Regions from separate parts of the Mus musculus genome. Here region 2 is linked to region 1. Evidence: chromatin contacts called from public Hi-C data. All regions are on one chromosome and are shown on one strand. Each heading gives the region's core, a stretch centred on a gene start, on an enhancer-like site or on the middle of the called end of the contact. The rest is flanking DNA. Distances are from core to core; before and after follow the strand shown.

Evidence for each region. Hi-C and Micro-C count contacts between places; a contact is called where the count stands out from the background.
Region 2: a Hi-C map of the G1E-ER4 cell line shows a contact between it and region 1, with 2.3 times the contacts expected there. The contact joins two enhancer-like sites. A contact is called at or near these places in 9 of 484 Hi-C or Micro-C datasets (the G1E-ER4 cell line, Th1 cells, beige adipocytes and 6 more) and 4 of 115 datasets of contacts at active chromatin or transcription factors (embryonic basal ganglia and embryonic stem cells).

The regions. Positions count from the first base shown.
Region 1 is chr11:84,409,574-84,415,912 of GRCm38.p6, reverse strand. No RefSeq gene overlaps it. Among named protein-coding and RNA genes, the nearest start is that of Aatf, 100 kb to the left of the region's middle. Within about 2 kb of position 2,597, at least 15 of the 459 cell types and tissues checked have an H3K27ac peak or open chromatin away from gene starts, as enhancers often do. A contact at or near this core is called in the G1E-ER4 cell line, where this site is marked.
Region 2 is chr11:84,703,085-84,709,228 of GRCm38.p6, reverse strand. No RefSeq gene overlaps it. Among named protein-coding and RNA genes, the nearest start is that of 1700109G15Rik, 14 kb to the left of the region's middle. Within about 2 kb of position 1,823, at least 37 of the 459 cell types and tissues checked have an H3K27ac peak or open chromatin away from gene starts, as enhancers often do. A contact at or near this core is called in the G1E-ER4 cell line, where this site is marked.

The sequences.
Region 1 (6,339 bases), core at 1,348-3,847:
GGAGGAAGGAGCCTGGGGCTAGCAGGCTGCGGGGCGGGGCGGGGCGGGGCGTGTGCTTCAGCTGGGGATGCTGGAGCCCTTGGGCTGCCTTTTCTGAGGTTTGCTTAATCCAAATTTCCCACAGACAAACTTGCTGTTCGGATTCAACAAGCCCTGGGCTTGTATTGGCGACGGGCTAGGTACTGTGTGGCGCTTGCCTCCCTGAACCAGACCTTTTGTTTTTAAGTGCACCAACCACATTTTCTCTTTTCTTCCATTCTCCTTCATAACATTGAAAAAAAAAAAAAAAAACCAACTGTCTGTCATTTGGTAAGTTCATTAACTAATTCTCTTCAGTCCAAGGGATCCATATCAGCCTGCGATTTGTGTATATTCAATTTGTCCGACAGCTCTATTGACGAAGCCTTCATTACCTGTGCCTTTTGCGGGGAGGCTGGGGTGAGCGGCCAGTTGCCTTATCTAAGGTCTGTTTCCCCGTGTGGCTATAGATTTCCCAATGCCCTGTGGGTCTCTGGAAGGGTCATTTTAGCAACATTTACATTCCTGAGGAGTTCATGGCTTTATTTCCCCTGGTTCGGGGTTCTCAGAGTTCATTTGTTGAGGTCAAGGATGCTGAATTCTTAAGACAGGAAATTTAACAGAATATGGAGAGGAAAGAAAAGCAAATTCAAAATCAATGGCAGAGACTAGAAGGCTCCAAGAGACAGCCTGATGGTGACACAAAGCTCCCTGCCACCCAGATTCCCCTGAGGGTGACAGAGAAGAGCTTAGTCCCCCTGTTCCCTGGCCACAGTCTGGGTGCACTGGCACTTGCTGACTCAGGGGGACAGACAGTGAGTTTGTCAGGACTTTAGAGACAGGACACATAGAACTGTGCTGTGGATGGAGGACAGACAGGTGGAAGTCAGACTCGGGGTTCCTGTCAGTAACCTGAGGGTGAACCACAGTCTGTGATGCTTTCTGTGGAGGTCTGAGGGCTGCAGAGATGGCTCAGTGGTTAGGGACATGTAGCACTCTTCTAGATGACCTAAGTTAGTTCCCAGCACCTAGGTCACAGCTGCTTGTCACTCCAGCTCTCTCTTCTGAATGCCAAAGACAACTTCGACACAGACAGACTGACAGACAAAGAGGCAGACACATACTCTTTTTTTTTTTTTTTTTTGAGACAGGGTTTCTCTGCGCAGTCCTGGCTGTCCTGGAACTCACTCTGTAGACCAGGCTGGCCTCGAACTCAGAAATCCGCCTGCCTCTGCCTCCCAAGTGCTGGGATTACAGGAGTGCGCCACCACTGCCCAGCCAGACACATACTCTTAAAAAAAAAATCTTGGAGCTGGAGATGGCTCAGAGCTTAAGAGGCTGCTCTTCCAGAGAACCTGGGTTCAATTCCTCGAAACCACATGGGTGACTCACAACCATCTGCAACTCTAGTCCTAGGGGATCAGATGCCCTCTTCTGGCCTCTGTTGTCACCAGGTACATATATGGCACACAGACATACATGAAGGCCAAACACCCATACAAACTAACAAATATAAAATCTTTTTTTTTTTAAGTTGGAGAATTAGATGGGTCAGTCAGCCTATTTTTTAGGGTCTTGAGTGGGCAGTGGCTGCCTTAGGAAGTCACAGGATCTGTTTAGGATATTGCTCCTGGCCCGGTTCTCAGCTGTTTATCGACTTACGGTGAGGTGGGCTCTGGCTGAGGCCACACCTAGAGCTGTGCTCCAGCTGGTGTCCTCTCAATCCCGGCGTTTACTGCCGCCGTCACACCTGCTGCTCTGCCTAGACGCCTGCCCCTGAACCCACTCTCAGGTGTGGCTCACTTTGCCTAGGAGGATTTGGTGTGGTGTTCTGGATGCTTCCTTACCCAGAGAGCCCGCTGGAGGGCGGGTGCATTAGCATGCAGGTGGTGCCCACAGGAGATGAGAGCAATTAACTCAGTTCTGCAGTCGCTTTCCACAGAGAGGTCCAGGCCTGCCGGTCCTGTGGTGATGTCCAGGTGTGGGACTCCCTTTGTCCTCTGGTGATGTCCAGTCCTGTGGTGATGTCTGGGAAGCCTAAGAGGTGCTGACTCGAGGAGTGGCTCGGGGCAGGTAGACCTAGCTATCTGATGGAATGTTTATAGGGTAAGGTTGATTAGTGGGGCTACCTAAGGCTGCAGGACGGTGCAGCTTTGTGTAACTACTCCCCCATCTTTTTGAGAGTTGACAGGCCAGCCAGAGCTCCAGCTGTCCCCGGGCAGACAGGCCTGCGAGTCGCACACCTGTGCCAGGCCCCATAGGCAGAGCTCACAGGCCCTTCGAGATGTGGAAGCGGCATGTCTCCCGAGTTCTCAGCCCTAGGATCTGGGGTAAGCAAAAGTGCTGCCGTGGGTGGTTTGTCTAGTGCCCAGAGTGCTTGTGGGAGGGTGAGCCTCTCCTGGGGGATTAGGCGGGGACAGAATCCCTGAAGCCACACAATTATTTTCCAGTTTGACTCCTGTGTCCTTTCAAGTTGTAGCGTGCTGCACTTGGCTTTAAGAGCCCCACGGAAGCCTAATAGGGAACACGTTGGAGTGTGATAACTCTGGGCTGGTATTGTTTGAGAAGATAAGCAGAAAGGGGCAGGGGACTCTGAATCCACTTATCGGTGCCTTAGCAGGAATGGGGGCTCTCTGCAACCCCACCTAACAAGCTGCAGTGTTTTCCCAGGATTCTGTGGGGCACCTGCCTTGAAAAGCTTTGCTCCCAGAGGCCCAGGCCCAGCGTGTGTGTGTGTGTGTGTGTGTGTGTGTGTGTGTGTGTGTGTAACTCCTACAGGGCAGAATGTCCTGCGGTTGGTTGGCCCCTCAAACCTCTGGAACCCCGTAGAGACTGTTTTAAGGTCACATCTCAATCCTGGAGGAGGGTGAGAGGGGACAGATGTAAGCCCTAGTTCCTGTTATATAATTAGACGGAACTCTTCCTTCCAGGAGGAGCAAAATGAGGCCAAGGACGGCCTAAGCCTTGAGATTGCTTCTTGCAGTGGCCTGGGCAAGTAGGCCACGGGGATTTGTGCTCTGGTCAGGAGGTCCTGCCTTGGCTTCCGAGGGCCAGGAGCGGTGCACCTTACATTCCTTTTAAGGTAAAACCCTTGGTTTTCTGTTCCAAGTGGAGGTCAGGGGGAACAAGCAGCAGCTGTGGATTCTGTCACTGATGGCTACTGTGTCATTCTGGTTTTGACAGTCCTCGTGGCCCCTGGTTGTTGTAAGTACAACAAACACGTGTGCCTCATTATTTTCAAAGTTGAGCGCCAGGCTGGCCCTTTTCTGTCATTTATGTGATAGTGAAAAGCTGATGTTTTATTAAGTGTAGACAGGGCAGCTCACTGGAAGCTGGGCTTCTGTTCTACGAAGCTCTACGCATACACTCCTTCCACAGTGAGGACTTGTAGTCTCCCCTTGCCTCTCCCCCACCCCACCCCCCAGAAGAGAATTTCAACTTCAAGACAAACAACTTCATTTACAAGTGTGCCTCTAATTAGCTGCAGAATTAGGAAAGCCGAGTTTTCCCCCATAGATCGGCTAAAGCCTCGAGGGAGACTGGTGGAATAGAGAATCGCATTTCCAATTATTTTGTTGAATTGCTAATTTAGTTATTGTGCCTGGTGTAATTGTGATGGGTATTGGGTGTGCAATTCAATTTGTTTTAAATATTTGTGGGAAGGCTGATCAGTAATGGAGCTGACCTATTTTATGGCCCAAATTGAGAAAAAAAAAAGGGCTAAAACCTAACAGCCACAAAGATATAGTTTTCCCAAAGATATAGTTTGTTTCCATTTTTATTTGGATCTCTCTCATCCCTCTTAAGACCATCCCATGCAACAAAAGGATTAAATTAAAAGATGACAACATTTTGATCCTCTCTCTTTGAAGGCAGTGCTGTCCCTGATAGTTTAATATGCAGATACTGTAGGGTGGTGTGAACCGGCCTGAGAAGTCTCCACCCCATTGCCTCTGTGCCTATAAGTGACCCGGAGATCAGCTTGGGAACTGCATGAACCATGGAAGGAGCGAGACCCTGCAGCCCAGCCCGGTGCTCAGTCATAGTCTGGAGGGCAGCTCCTACTGGCTGATATCCAGGGTGGAGCCCAGGAGCCTGCACAGAAGGGAAGGGACGTTTGGTCCACCATACTTTGAGCACAGGGCTTGGTGACCAGAGTCTTCACCCAGGGGGCTGTGCACACACTTATGTGGCTTGAGACTGTGCGGTTATGTTGAAGGTCAGGCGTGAGATGTCTTCACTCCCAACAGCAATGACTTGTAGAAACTCCTTGAGGACCCCTGTCTGCACAGTAGAGGTCACACCCTGGGGTGCTGCTTGGGAGTTGAGGAATTCCAGTCTGGGCCTGTGGGGAAGGCAAGGATATGGCCTGGAGGGTCACAGAGAATGCCTGGGCGCTGTGAGCTCTGTGTCAGGGCGGCTCACCTGGAGCTACACCACTACCACACACACACTCAGCTAAGCTGCACCAAATCACAAATCACCTGGAGCTACCCCACCACCACACACACACACACACACATACACACACAGCTAAGCTGAACCAAATCACAAATCACCTGGAGCTACACCACCACCACCACACACACACACACACACACACACACACACACACACACACAGCTAAGCTGAACCAAATCCACAGTGGCCAGCCCTAGAAGAGTTTGAGAGAGAACAGTAAGACGAAGACAGTTGTCGTATGATTTGACCCTAACAGGTTTCATTTTGTACTCCAATTTGCTAATAAAGGAGCCAGTGCCAGGGACAGCCGGGCCCCTCCTTTATCAAGCTTTCCTAGAGGCCCCGGGAGACAGCAGCTGAGGGGTGCAGCCCTGCTGCTGAGGAGTGGGAACCAATAGAAAAGAAGAAACCAGCGATCAGAGAGGGCAGCTGGGGCAGGTGACCTGAAGAGCCTGGATTCCAGTGCATGGCACCCTTGTCACCCCTGTCCCTTGCTAGTTCCTCAGGCACTGTGTAGCTTTGTTACTGAGGTGTAATGAACAGTTCAAAATCCACCCTTTTTTGGGGGGGGGGTAGGATTTTATCTTTTCTTTTGCATGTGGGGCTGTTCTTGCCTGCGTGTACACTATATACATGCCTTGTGTCTGCAGAAGAGGGTGTCGCATCTTTGGAACTAGAGTCACTGGTGGCCACCATGTGAGTACTAAGAATTGAACCCTGGTCCTCTGGAAGAAGAACTGCTGAGCCATTTCCTGGTCCCCATGGAAACCCAGCCACTGTAAACATCTCGTTCAGTGGTCCTCAGGAAGGCTGCAGTGTGATGCTGTCAATGCTCCATTCTGATTGACAGTGCATCCCTGGCCCTGAGCCCAGGAATAACTTCCTAACTGTAGCTGCAGGCACCATTCCTGGATGGTTTAACAGAAACGGTCTGACAGCAAGCAGCTTCAGTCAGGCTTCTTTCCCTCAGCGCATCTCTCATGCAGTGTGTTTTGTAGTCTGTTCATCTTTACCAGGGCAGTGTCACACCATATGTTTAATAGCACATTCCACTCAGCTATGTCGAGAGGGTGTATTAGACCGATGTGCATGGCCACAGGCTTCATGGGCCATGTTTTCATTTCTCGTGGGTAAGCAGGGCATTCCCGGCTACAGAAGTTATAGGTAAGGCCACGGTTCATGGCTTATGGAGTGACCACATTGGCATATTTTCCCAATGCTTCCCCGCTGTCCTCTGTCTACAGCCGTACTAGTGAGGACTCTCAGCGTGGCCTCCAAGCACCTCCCTAATGCCCGACCTAGGGCCTCTTCTTAGATCTTTATTAGCCATCTATCTATCCATCTATTGTTCGAATTTTGCGCCTTGTGCCCTTTTTTTTTTCTTGTGCCCATTTCTTACTGTGTTGATTCCTTGTATGTTTTGAATGTGAGTCCTTCATTAGAAAAATGGTTGTCATATTTTGCTTTTCTTAATAAGATATGTACTTTAACGCACAAAAAAATTGATAAAATCTGAACCAGGAGTGGTGGTGAATTCCTTTGACCCCTGCCCTCAGGAGGCAGAGGCAGGTGGAGCTCTGTAAGTTTGAGGCCAGCCAGGACTACATAGTGAGACTTGAGTTTAAAAAACAAAAACAAAAACAAAATGAAACCTGATTCCTTTTTTCTGCTACAGTTTTGGTATCATATTTAAGAAGACTTTTGTCTAACCCAAAGTCACAAACATCTGGATGCTTTCTCACAGAAATTAGAGCTCTCTCAGTTATTTGGTTGGTTGGTTTTTTGAGGCAAGGTCTTATTACTGTGTAGCCCAGACTGGCCACGAGCCCAGGATCCTCCTGCCTGAGCCTCCGGATTGCT
Region 2 (6,144 bases), core at 574-3,073, 290 kb before region 1:
TTCATACACCTGAGAGTCACAAGGTGTTTCCCAGGGCGGAGAGCCTTACAGCTTTTCTGGGGCGGGGAGAGGGCCCATTAGGATCAATATCTCCTCAGTTCTGGGATTATTAGTTTGTTTCAATGAGTAAGGTTAAGTCAGATATTCTGGGATGCCTAGACCTGATAGGACAGCGTCTCCCCTCCCCCAGCCAGAAGCTCACCACTCTGTCCAAAGTCCTATGTTTAGAGGGCCAAGCCCCCGCCCCCGGGGGGAGTAAGGCCAGTCTGCCCTTCTCTTACTCCCTTCCCTTGCTGTTGATGTGAATTTTTAAAAAAACCTCTCCCGGCCCCGTCTCTCGCCACTTTCCCCATGCCCATCCCTTCAGACCCATCTACCCCTCAACCCCATCTGACTGCCAATTGAAAAGGCCGGAAAATAATGTGAAATAATATAGTTTATCACCCAGAGGCTGCTGACAGGCAGCGCGGCCACCTCTGAAAACAGGCAGGGAGGCAGGGAGGGCGAGGAAATTATAGGCTGCACAAAGGAGAAAAAGTTAAAGTGAGCGCTCCATAAAAGAAAGTGGAACTATTATGCCGCAAAATGCCAACTCATTACAAAGCGCCCAAATAAGAGAGAAATACGGCGCTGCCTGTAATAGCGGTTTACAAGGCAACATTGTACAGCAACAGAAGAAACGCTGCTATAATTTGCTCTAACAACTCCAATTATCCCTTTTATTGATTTGGCAACACATTTAATAGGAGTAGCCACACCTCTTCTGTTACAAATCATTAAAGGTGTTGAACGGTGTAATTTTAAAATTGTCCTCCTACAGTTGTCAGTATGACAGCATAATTCTCCCTGATTTCGGCTATGTAAACACCCAGGCACAGTCCTTTCCCCTTTACAAGGCCAGAGATGTTGTCAGCCTGGGGTTTTTGTGCAGAAACATCCATTTAATGCATGTCTTTTTTTTTCCCTCCAGCTGTAATTGCACTACAGTTTGGTTTAGTGCAGGTTTTTTCTTCTTCTTCTTCTCTCTCCCTTCTTCTCTTTCACTCTCTCTTCCTCTTTTCTTGTAACTAGGAGGAACATGGATCAGAGAGAGGTGGAAATAAACAGCAGGCTGTTTGGCCTTCTCTTTCTTCCTCTGTAGCGTTAATTGCTACTTAAGCCTGGGCCCTGCACTTAACATCCTGGGGGCAGATCAGGAACGCCCCCACAGAGGCTCAGGGTGCGCAGGCGCGGGGCGCTTTGCTTTAGCTGTGGAGCTCAACAGAGCCGGGCACTCCTGCTGGGTCTGCTGGCACTGGGTTAGGTGGAGCTGGCAGGGGACAGCCAGGCAGGCACCAGGGAGAGGCTCAGGTGAACAGAGACCTTCTGTGCGGTATGCTCTGGGTCAGCCTTCCCTGCTCCATTCCCATCCTTGACAGCCGCCGGCTCCTTAAGGGGTTTTGTTTTGTTTTGTTTTGGTCTTGGATGTGGACATCTAGACCGGAGGGAAATGGCACAGGAGGAAGCTGAGGAAAGTCCATGACCTGGGGTCACTTAGGAGAAAGGGCTGAGCAGAGAAGAGCCTATGTATTGCGTGGGATGGAACTTGGGTGTCTGGCCCTGGGCTGTTAAGTGGGAATCCGGTTGTGTGGCATGCCAGAGGCAAGTTCATGTCTCTACCTGTGCACTCAAGACACAAATCCCGCACTCAAATTAGAAATTTTGGCAGGGACCCCACCCCCGCCCCCAAAAAAGAAATTTTGGCAGGTCCCACACACACCCAGGTCCTCTATGTGATTGGGAGCAGAGAGGCTCCTTCAGACAACTCCAGCTGACCAGACTGCTGAGCAGGGAATCTGAATGAAGCTGGCATCCGGTAACATCTGTTCTTTGCTTCTTTGCTCCACCCCACTGACCACCTACTGATCACTGGAATTAGATTTAAGCTGCAGCAGAAGGGATTTAAATTAGACCCAAAGAACCAGTGTTCTGGGGACCGCAAGGCTCCAGATTAGCCAGCTAGGACTCTCCCGAGATCATCAGAGAGCCTTGCTGTGCTCTGGTTGGGGCAGAGGCCGTAGTTGTCCTGATGGTACCTGCCTCTGCACACATGATGCTGTGCCCTTCTACTGTAGTTGAGCCGGTGGCCTTAGCTTCCAGGACAGATGCTCTGACACACCTGCAGACTTTTTTGCTGTTGGCAGAGTCTAGCTCTTTCCTACTTGAGCCTGTGGTGCCCCACGAGGAGACCGTGCATTCCTACAGAGGAAAGCTGGGATCTGCCTCCAGCCCCTCCAGTATTCCTGCACAGCAGAGGCGTTGGACTTCCTGTGCCTCAGCCACTGGAAGTGGAGGGCAGCACCTAACAAAAGGGCCTCCACTGGACAGTAGCCAAGCACACTGAAGCTGAGCTCCAGCCTGTTTCTCGCTTTGTCTGGCTGCCTTTGGCGCTGTTCATCTGCTTGGATGTCTGCGGTCCTGCATGTCTCTCCAGGCCTGCCAGGCTCAGATAGGGAGCAGAAAGGGGTACAGTGTTCAGATTAGTGTCATGGGGTGGTGGTAGTGAGCTGGCTTCAAAACCTGCCCCTCTCTCTCCCCCACATGGACAACCTTCTCCCAGACTTCATTACAGGCTGTGAGTGCCTGAGACGGATCACCTCTTTCTCAGCTGAGGTTGGGGGTGAGCTGTGGCCCTCTCCATCTCTTCCTCTCACTGTGACCCCAATCACAGCACCTGCCCTTGTCTAATTGGCCAGTGTCAGTGGAAGGGGGGAAGGGAAGGCTGATGTCCAAGGAGGAAATCCCATTAGGGGAGCGTGAGCCAAGTTATTAGTGGTGAAGATGTAATTGGGGTTGGTGAGTAATCTCAGCAGATCCATCACCTATTTATGGTACACCCAGCTGTGTGACCTTGGCTGAAGTGCTTCACCTCTCTGGTGAAATAGGACCTCCATGATTGCCAAGAATCTCTACATTTGGGGGAGTGGAATCTCATGAACTCTGACTCACCCCCAGTCTCATGTCCATCCCAGAGGTGCTCAGTCAGGTTTGGCCTCTGAGTCACTTGTACAACCGCATGAATTCTTCCTAAGTTCTACACTCCTCGAAGTCAGTACCTGCCACCGCCCCCAGCTGAGTATCTCACATATAGTAGGGCGTGTATCAGTTTTATGAATGGCCGGCTGATTGATGATTGGATGTGATTAATAACAAGCACATATAATTCCAAGGCTCTTCGCTTAGACAGTGCATAATTGCTTGGGGGAGAAGCCCTAACCAACTGCTGAGTTATGAGCTTCAGTGAGCAACTACCTGTATCCTGCATGTCCTCGGTAGCAGCACTCCCAAAGGCTCCCACAGACAGATTTGGTGAGGACTGGAGCCATATGGACATTAGATCTTAGCTGCAGAGCAGGATGCTTAGTTGAATCTTAATATGTGTGGTTTGTCTTTGTTTTGTTTTGAGACAGGATCTCACTGTGGTTTCCTGACTGGCTTGGAACTCACTATGTAGACCAGGCTGGCCTCCAGCTCAAAGAGATCCACCTGCTTCTGCCTCCTGTGTTCTGGGACTAAAATTGTATGCCACTATGCCTGGACTTAATATTAATTCTGTCCTTCACTAGAGAAAAGACACCCAGTCCCATGGACGTGAGACGGAGCAAGGTTGGGGCTGAAGGGGATGAACAGGAGAGAGGTGAACTCCATACACTCTTTCTTGTGTTGTGGCTTTCGGGTCTTCCTCTTCTGAAATCTCTTCCCAGAGCACACAAAGACAAATCCTAGGCACTCAGGAAATACCTGCTGATCCAATGAATGAATAAATGAAACCTCTTGGAAGTAAAAGATGGAAGGCACCAAACAAGACCACTCAATGGAATTACCCAGGATCTTTTCAGCCTCTCTTCTCCTAACCCTCATGTCCAGAGTCTAGTTTTGCTCACACACATACTGATTCAGAAACTCATGCTTTGACTCACGGCTAAGTTTTAAAGCTTACCCATGAGTTTCTGATATGTGGACAAGTTGGGATGCCTTGCCTTAGAACGTGACCAAGATGATATATATGTTTAAGGTGTATATTTGGAGGGATTTGAGAGATATAACTCAGTTGGTGGAGTGGCCACCTATTGTGCTTGGTACTTTGGGTTTGATCCTCCAAACCACATCAAAACCAAACCAAAATTCAGGTGTGGTGGCACATGCCTGTAATCAGGTGATGGAAGGAAGCTGGAAGATCAAAAGTTCAACGTCATCCTTGATGTGGTGGCTCGAATGAAAATGACCCCTTAAGGCTCATATATTTAAATACTTGGTTCCCAGTTGGTGGACCAATTTAGGAAGGATTAGGAGGAGTGGCCTTGTTGGAGGAGGTATGTCACTGAGGGTGGGCCTTGAGGTTTCAAAAGCCCACACCATTTCCAGTTAGCTCTCTCTGCCTAGAGCTTATGAATCTAGATGTGAGCTGTCAGCTACTGCTCTGGCACCATGTCCACTTGCCTGCTGCCATGCTCCTCACCATGATGGCCATGGACTCTAACCCTCTGAAACTGTAAGCCCCTAATAAACTTTCTACAGGTTGCCTTGGTCATGAGGTCTTACCACAGAAGTAGAAAAGTAATGACGACACTGGCTACCTAGGAAGTTTGACACAACTTGGGTTATGTTAGAACTTGTCTCAAAAAAAAATATTGTTGGGTGCAGTAGCCACATGCCTTTGATTCTGGTACTTGAAAGTCTTTCTGTGAGTTTGAGGCTAGCCTGGTCTACATAATGAGTTCCAGGTCAGACAGGGATATCCAGTGAAACTGTTTTATGTTTTTGTTTTAAGTGTACTTAAGAGGTGGGGGGGGGTCTCTAAACTCTCCACTCTCCAGCTTGAAGGGATGCAGGGGAGCTGGGGTGAGGGCAGCTGTTTCCTTCATGAGATGGTCAGTCCAACTTCTCTTGTCCATGGAGACAAGGGCGAAGGTAGGATGGATAACTAAGGACAATAAGCTGCAGTCTCTCGGGAGCTCCAGGGAGCATCCTTGGCTCGTCAAGCCTGCTATTCCTGACATCACAAGGTATTGCCTCTGTGTAGTGGGACCACAATTTGCTATATCCCTACTATGTGCTAACACAAACTTCTCAGTCATTATCATTTTCATTTTGCAGAGGACCTGGTGGTCAGAAAAGTGGACCTGCTCAAATTTATTTTTTTGAATTAATTTATTTTTTAAATTTATTTACATCTCAAGTGATCCCCTTACCTGGTTTCCCCACTCTCAGAACCCCCTCTTCCATCCCTCCTCCCCCTGCCTCTATGAGGGTGTTCCTCCACCCACCTACTCACCCTTGATTCCCCTACACTAGGGCATCTATCAAGCCTTCATAGGACCAAGGACCTCTCCTCCCATTGATGCCCGACAAGGCTGTCCTCTGCTACATATGCAGCTGGAGCCATGTGTACTCCTTGGTTGGTGGCTTAGTTCCTGGGAGCCCTGGGGAGGGGGTCTGGTTGATTGATATTGTTGTTCTTCCTATGGGGTTGCAAGCCCCTTCACCTACTCAGATTTATATAGCCAACAAGAAAAAGCTGGCAGGTGAACCCAGTTCCCACAGCTCTGGGCTCATGATTTTCCCTGTACCTGCCTGGGAAGGACGCCATACCTAGGGCTTGAAGGTTCCATTGTGATGTGATTATGGTTGTGCCTCAGCTGACATGCAACCAGTCGAGCCTTGATCTCTGCTGTGATTCCCCCCATTAACTCAGAGTCTCCAGCTGGTGGAGCTGGTGGAGGGAAGGGCCAACTCTCTGGGCCTTCCTCCATCCTTCTGAGCTCCCATCCCTTCTTCTATTGCTTCCACCTTGTTCTCCGTGTGACTCTCTCATGCCTACTTTCTTCCTGGGCCTTGACTTTATTCACTCAGATTCTCATCTACCAACTCACCCAGCCAGCAGTCAGCAGGCTTTGCTGGCCTTTCTACTGGACCTGGTCTTCCAGGAGTGAGGAAGACTGCCGGGAGCTCCCAGTAAACTCAAGGCTAATACTCAAGAGCCACCACCTCACACCGTACCAGGGTGAAGATGGGAGATGCCAGCTTCTAACGTCGCCCTAAGACGAACTAGTTTTTCTATGTTGTTGGATGCAACAGGGGGCCAGCTGGAATGACTAAAGATGA